Linked DNA regions of Mus musculus: region 2 is linked to region 1. A link is a contact called in public promoter capture Hi-C data. All regions are on one chromosome and are shown on one strand. The core of a region is the stretch at or near the end of the contact, and the rest is flanking DNA. Distances in the headings are between cores, read along the strand shown. Region 1 holds the start of Evl (Ena-vasodilator stimulated phosphoprotein). Region 2 holds the start of Slc25a47 (solute carrier family 25, member 47).

Evidence for each region. Promoter capture Hi-C pulls out the DNA fragments that hold promoters and counts their contacts.
Region 2: a promoter capture Hi-C map of pre-B cells shows a contact between it and region 1, with 3 times the contacts expected there. The contact joins the promoter of Slc25a47 here to the promoter of Evl in region 1. A contact is called at or near these places in 2 of 39 promoter capture datasets (the 3T3-L1 cell line and pre-B cells).

What each region holds. Positions count from the first base shown.
Region 1 is chr12:108,553,294-108,556,867 of GRCm38.p6, forward strand. Evl (Ena-vasodilator stimulated phosphoprotein) reads left to right here and starts at 1,427. Exons shown (of 13, transcript NM_007965.3): 1 at 1,427-1,920. The coding sequence starts at 1,916. It overlaps Gm16596 (predicted gene, 16596), which reads right to left and starts at 2,325. Exons shown (of 3, transcript NR_045753.1): 1 at 2,086-2,325.
Region 2 is chr12:108,849,713-108,853,155 of GRCm38.p6, forward strand. It overlaps Slc25a47 (solute carrier family 25, member 47), which reads left to right and starts at 1,417. Exons shown (of 6, transcript NM_001012310.2): 1 at 1,417-1,495. The coding sequence starts at 1,468.

The sequences.
Region 1 (3,574 bases), core at 177-2,676:
AGAAGGGCCGGGCCAAGACAGACAGGGACCACTCCCATCCTCTGCTGTATCCTGCTTCCCTGTGGAGGCTGCTGATCTTTGTCTAAACCAGCCCTACATTTAATGCCAAACATGTTTATCCAGTAGGTGGGAATCCCGAAGCTCACCTTACAGGCTGCTGAGGATCTGTTGAGGCACCAAGGTCAGTAGGAAACAGACTGAAAGGGACTTGCTCACATTTCTCCCTACCCCCACCCGCCCTTCCCCTTTCCCTAACAGCTAGCCATTTGAAGCCAACCTCTCTTGAGCAAAGCAGAAAGAAGGCTTTATTCCTTGGATGTAGAAGAACTTGGTGTTTCCCACTCTTCTGATATAAAATGTTACAAAAAGTTAAACAGTTTTTGAAACATGTGGCCTCAAAAAGATTTCTTTTTGGAGGCCACCGGTTCTTGGCTTTGGAAAATGGGTTCTCCTCAAAAGTGTCAGTGATTCTAGTGTGGGGTGCAGAGGAAGGACACTATCTTTACAGCAAACCCACCAACTAATTCTTCCCTCCAAGTTACAGAATGGCAACAACTTGTTAGACCCCAGGGACAGACACCTGGAGATTGGTGGAAAAGCACAATGTCTGGCTGGAATAAAAGTGTGCACCAACCCGGACTCTCCTGGGGACACCTGGAATACCTTCAGGTGACCTGAGGCCTGAGTATTTTCATAACTCTTAGGATGTGACAAGGCTCTTCTGTAACAAAGAGACCAATCTGGTTCCCAGGAAGAAGGGAACACATGAGGTTAGGAGAACTATAACCTCAGGCATTGCTAACAGTACTGCAGAGCAAGGGATCCGTTTAAAAATTGCAACTTTCAGCCCATAATGCTCTGTTCTGAATGCACTGGAAAGCCGGTTCAGTAGGGCTCCACGTGCCTCCTGGCACTCTCCCCGCTCAGCCTTGCCTCACAAATCACACCCTTTGCCCTAAGCCTCTCCACCTGCCCTTTTCTATACAACTCCTCCACCACCAGGGATTCTGTGGGGTCTCTGCCCGACTCTGCTCGCCTAGCTCCAGGTCAACGCCCCAAACCCCGGCCCCAGGCCCACCACCCTCCAGCCCTTTCCGCGGAGCTCCGCTTTGTCTCTCCCTACTAACCCCATCCTCCAGGCCTCTCCTAGACCTAAGATCCCTAAGCTTTCCCGTTAAGGTCGCCCCGGTCTTTCTCTCGCAGACAAGACCCTGGAATTCACTAAGTTAACCCCATTCCTCTAAGCTACAGTATCTCCTTTGGGACCTTAGGCCACGCCCCCCGTCTTGCCCCCAGGCCCGGTTGCCCAGCCACCCTTTCCACAAAGCTTCGCCCCGCCCCTCTGAACCTGGGCCACACCCCTGCCCCGCCCCTCACGCCCCGCCCTCTTAGAGGCGCGGACCACGGAGCCCCGCGCCTTTTGTGTGGAGCTTCGCTGCGGCGCGCGCTCATTCCCTCCGCGGCCGCCGACCGAGGGGCGTCGGCGCGCGCAGTCTCCTCGGCGGGCGGAGGGGTCCTCCGCCCCGCGTGCACCCCGCACCCCGGACCCCATCCTCCGGCCGCCGCCCCGAGTCTCAGGCGGACGCGCGCGCTCGCTCCCGCCCGCGAGACCCCGCCGCTCGCCCCCTCCCCCGGCCCGTCGGCGGGCGGTCGGGACGCGCACGCGCCGGCCCGGGCACGCGCGCCCGCCAAGATGGCAGGGGCCGGGGCCCAGCTGTCAGTCGCCACCGCCGCCGCCGCCGCGGCCGCGCTGCCTCGCAGCTAGCGGCCCGGACGCCCGCCGGAGAAGATGAGCCCCCGCCGCCGCCTGCAGCCCAGCCAGACGCGGAGCCGCCGCGCCCGGGGTCGGCTGCCCCGCTAGCGTCCCGTCGCGCCGCGCTTTCATCCCCGGCCCCGTGCCCGCCCGGCAGCCACGATGAGGTGAGTCGGGGCCTCGAGCGCAGCGAGGCCTGGAGCGCCCGGCGTGGAGGGTGGGGTGCCCGGGCATCGAAGCGGCCCCAGAGCCCCCAGCCGGCGGCCCAAGCACCAGAAGACGCTCAGGCCGCGGGGTCCGCGGGAGGCCGCGCCCGCCTTGCGGTGCCTTACCGCTGCGCGCGCCGCGCCGGCGGTCCACACTTTGCCATCCGCACGGAGCTCTTCTCCATTAGGGCGCTCTCCTCTTCACCTTTCTCTTCTGACCTGTCCCCTTTCTCTTGCCAACCCTCAGAGTGTGCAACCCCAAAAGGTACGGCTTTTGATGTGCCACTCAGCTAGAACCTTGTCAACACCCAGAAACCCGCGTGCCCTCTTCATTTGCTGCACCCAGCCTTCCTTTCCAGACTAACCTTAGCCTGCTTTCTGGGGTGGGGTGGGGCGCGGGGCAGCGTATGCCGGGTTTTCTTTCTCTCTTTCTTTTTCTTTTTTTCTGTGCAATTTTATCTTCTAGGCACATCTTTCTTAAACACCGTAGCGTCCAATTGTAGATTCGGTTCACCTGTTCTGTGAACTGTTTAAATCAAATAATGCACTGTTGTAATTTTTGTGTCTGCCTACTTTCATCAAAGATATTTCTGAAGTTCGTCCATAGTGTTTCTATTATCTACTTACTGTCCTGCATAGTATAGATAGTACACACTGTATCCATTCTACTGTTAGTAGACTTTTGAGTTGTGTGTAGCTTTTCCCCATTAACGTTGCAATGAATATGCCGGTGGGTGTACTTCCTAAAGCATTCATATCTATTGAGTAGATAGTTTCCCTACCCACAAGTAAGTTGGGTTTTTTGTTTGTCTGTTTGTTTTGTTTCGTTTTTTTGTTTGTTTGGTTTTTTTTACATAAAAAACATGTACATCTTTTGTCGTAGTTGATAGAACTAAATCCCCAAAATCATGTTATCACTTTATACCAGCAAGCATTTACTAGCCCTTGTTTAAAAATTCCTGACACCTCTTGGTATTGTCTGTGTGAAATTTTAGCCATTATGGTGAGTGTGAAGTGACATTCCATCAGGGTTTTAATTTGCAGTTTCTGGTTGACTAAAGCGACTGATTGTCCATTTGTGTGTGTTTGGTGGTTTTTTTGTTTTTTGTTTTTTAAATAAAGTGTCTGTTTAAGTATTGTCCAGTTTAGCTTCTTCTTAATTAGTAGAGTTTCCTATTTTTAAGTGAAGAAGATAGCTTGTTAACATTTTGAAGAAATGCTAGTATTTTGCTTTTCATATGAAATGATGCTGTCTACCTGGAGTTGGTTTCTGTGTAATGTGGAAACAGAATTCATGTTTTACTTTCTCCTAGCATGATTTATTCCTCGCTGTTTACCAAGATCACCGTTTCCATCAACTGCAATGCCACCTTTGTCACCTTCCAGTCTTCCATGTGGGGTCATTTCTGTCTGTCTGGAGAACATCTTTTAGTGTTTGTCTTTCTGCCTATTGCAGTGTTGGGTATATCAGACCAAGGGTCTTGTATGCATCCACTGGTTGAATTCCGAAGCTTTTGTCTGTTTGTTTTTTGTATCTTTTATGTGTATGCATGCATGTGTGCATACATTGTGTGTGTGTGGGGACACCCAAGCCTGGGGGTGGCATTGGGAGTTG
Region 2 (3,443 bases), core at 167-2,666, 300 kb after region 1:
TCTGTTTCACTTCCAGCACATCAGGTCTCTAGGACAGAGACTAGGTTGTTGTGTTTACTGAGGAGTCCTACGCTTTGGTACCTGGCATGTGTTAGTTGCATGCATCAGGAGCCTGGACAGGTGGGCTGCTGTCCAAGAACAATGACACAGTTAGAGGAGTGTCGGTGGACAGTGGCAGCTGGACCTGACTGAGATCATGGAGGACAGACACCAAGATCGGCAGAGAGAGAAAGGTGTCTGGGGTAAACTGGGGTCTTGGGCCCTACTGTTGGGGTGGATGCCCTAACCATTGGCAATATGGGACTGAAGGGGCTCGGTCCTCTTAGGTGGATAGTGTGTTTTAGGTTCCCTCATTATCCGAGGTCCTAGCTTCTTGAGTGTAACATCTGGCTCAGCTTCCTCTCTAGAGCGACAACCCATCGTCTCCCTCTCGACCTTCTGTTAATGAATTTGGCTGGCGATTCTGCAGGAACCCAGCTGGAGCTTGCTCTGTGTGTGCACAGATTTTGTGGGTGCAGAAGCAGAGGTTATAGGGAGCTCAAAGATCTTGTCACAAAGCCAGATGTCACAAAGCCAGATGGCAGTGTCAACTTCCAACCAGATGCTGAGCCATGCCCCTGCACAGGCCAGGATGGACATCGAGGTTGGCCTTGGACAGGATGCTTTCTGGCCTCTTCTGCCCTCTGCCCTCTGCCGTGGCAGCCAGCACTGACGACTTGTCTAAACATAGACAAACTGTCAGGGCGAGGGGTCATCCCTAGTTTGAAACCAGCCTGTTCAAGGCCAGCCTACGGAGAACAGAAAAACAGGTGGACACGTGGCCTCCTGATGCCCTGCCCTGAGGGTCATTCAGACAGAACTGCAGAATGCCCCATGTCAGCATGCCCCTTCCCTTCATTTGGCAGCTCTCTGGCTCGAAGGCCCCCTGTAGGGCTGCAGCCTGCGTCTTTGAGCCCCTGAACTGAACTAGCAGCCGTAGCCATAGAGACAAGGCTGCACTTTCTGCATCGGCTGGCCGCCATCAAATAGATTGGCTCTTAGGTAGTGCCTGCCTCAGGCAAGTCCCCTTTGGGGTTTTGGTGGTTCCATGATGAGAACAGGCTTTTGCTTTCCCTCCCTTTTAGGGCTGGAGGTGACATGTAAAGTGGGGTACATCTCCGAAGGGACCACTGTTTATGCCATCACCATAAGCAGTAGGAAGCCCGGCCTAATCTGAGTCTGGGGATAGAGGCAGACTTAGGTCTGGGAGCTGGCTACCTCCCATGACCTCTCACATGCTTTCCCGATGCTCGGGTCATTGGCACCCCGAACCTTGTGGGGCATGTGAGTGTGGGCATCAAAATAGCCTGTTAAACAGCCCTAGCTCCGCCTCTGCTCACAGGTATTTAAGATCTGCAGGATTTGTAGGAGCCGGCCAGTGTGGCATTGGCAGTAACACCGGAAACCTTCTCATTTTCTGTGCTGTCCATGGATTTTGTTGCTGGGGCCATTGGAGGTATAAGACTTGGATAGAGGGGCGCAGGGGCTGGGGAGGGTTGGGGTGGTGTGCTTGTGTGTGTGTATGTGTGTGGCAGCCCTGTGCAGTCAGGGTTTGAGCAGATCCATGGGCACGGACCACATAGCCTTGAAGATCAGGCAGGAGGCTGAGCCAGTCTAGAGATTCCTGGCTTGGGAGCAGGAACTTGACCCTGTGGGCTGAGATGGCTGGAGTCCTGGGGAGAGACAGAAGGTTCCAGGGAAGAATTGTGTACCCAGGAGTTCTGTTCGCAGGGAGCAGGGGCTAGATGTCAAGCAGGCCCAGCCGGATGGTTCTCTGGCCCACTGAGGCCTACTGCTAACATCTAGCTCCCCTGCGGCTGAAACTGTCTCCCTCAGAGGTGGCTGCCTGCTGGACTCCCTGTGAGCACCATTGATCCTCAGGCTGTGAGGCTACTTTGAGTGAGGCACCCTTGGCCCTGCAGCTATTGTGAAATAGATAGCTGTGGGTGGCTGTTTCTCACTGCTGGGAACAGCCTGGGGGCTAGAAAGGAAAGAGAGTCCCAGCTTCAGCTTCAGGGAGGATGGCTCCTGGCCTTGGCTCTGCTGCCAGGGTCTTGACCTACACCATCCTGAGGCTGGCTGCTCCCCTGAGTGTTGGTGTCACAGGAAGTCACATGGAAGCCACATCCTCCTTATAGCCACAGGAAAGGTCCTAGTCAGGAGAATCCTTGCTCTGTGCTGGGCCTGGGTCCCCGGTCCTAGGGACTTGGACCCAAGCCTGTCCTTGAAGAACTCTAGATCTAGAGGAGGCCATGGAATATGGGGCCTAGCAACAAGGCCATGGGACGCAGACCCTGATCAGCATGTTTCTGGGCGGAGGCACAGAAAGGAGGCCTAAGAGAGGATGGCTTTGAGGGTGGATAGGAGTTGGTAAAGTGTTTAAGAGATGTATCGGAGCCTCCTGTCAGGCACTTGCTTTATATCCTGCCCCTAGGAACTCCCTCTTCTGCTAGCCCATGGGTCTTGCCATCCTTAGGATCTTTTGTTTTTGTTTTTTTTTCGAGACAGGGTTTCTCTGTATAGTCTTGGCTGTCCTGGAACTCACTCTGTAGACCAGGCTGTCCTTGAACTCAGAAATCCGCCTGTCTCTGCCTCCCAAGTGCTAGGATTAAATATCCTTAGGATCTTTACCCTGGGGTAGAAAGCCCAAGCACTTCACTGGCCCCTGAGTTTCTTCAAAGGTTGTGCTGGCTGTATTATGGAGGCCCTGGTTCTAGAAGTAGCAGAGGGGCAAGGAAGGCATCGTAGATCTCCTGGTCCAAAGCCAGGGTTGGCATTATCAGCCTCTCTGCAAGACGAGTTAGCAGCTGTGTCCACTGTCCTCAGGTAACCAACCCACTCAGACCAGGGAATGGTTACTTAGTGGCAGGCCCGAGGCTCTGACCACCAGGCGGCCCACTGCCTGGGTCTGTGTGGGTGCTTAGAGGGCAATGGTAGGCAGTTTTGTTGTACAGAGAGCCAGATGGCAAGGAGTTGCAATTGTGTAATCTCCTGAGACATGACCCCCAGTGGCTTAAAGACCTCCCGCAGGCTCTGCCACCTCTCACACGTGGGCCTCTTGGGGGGGGGGGTTTATGCCACCACAGCAGCGGTGCACACTGTCCCACACTCACCTTCAGTTCCAGGCAACGTCCAGGGCAGGGGTCTGGGCTGCCGCCTTGACCTGTGTTCAGCATGTGCCTCTCCCCGAACCCTGGGATGTGGGGGTGTCTGCCCCCATCTTCCACACAAACACTGAGGCTTGAGGGCAAAGTTTACGTGGCTCAGAGACAGGGTTAGCCAGAGCGGAGCCAGGTGTTCTCCCAAAATGTGATGTCAGAGGGGAGGCGGAGGAATGTCTGTCCTTGGCATGGCCATTGGGAATAGCCACTGTTGGGCCAGGGTAGGGAGTGTCTAGCGAGCTT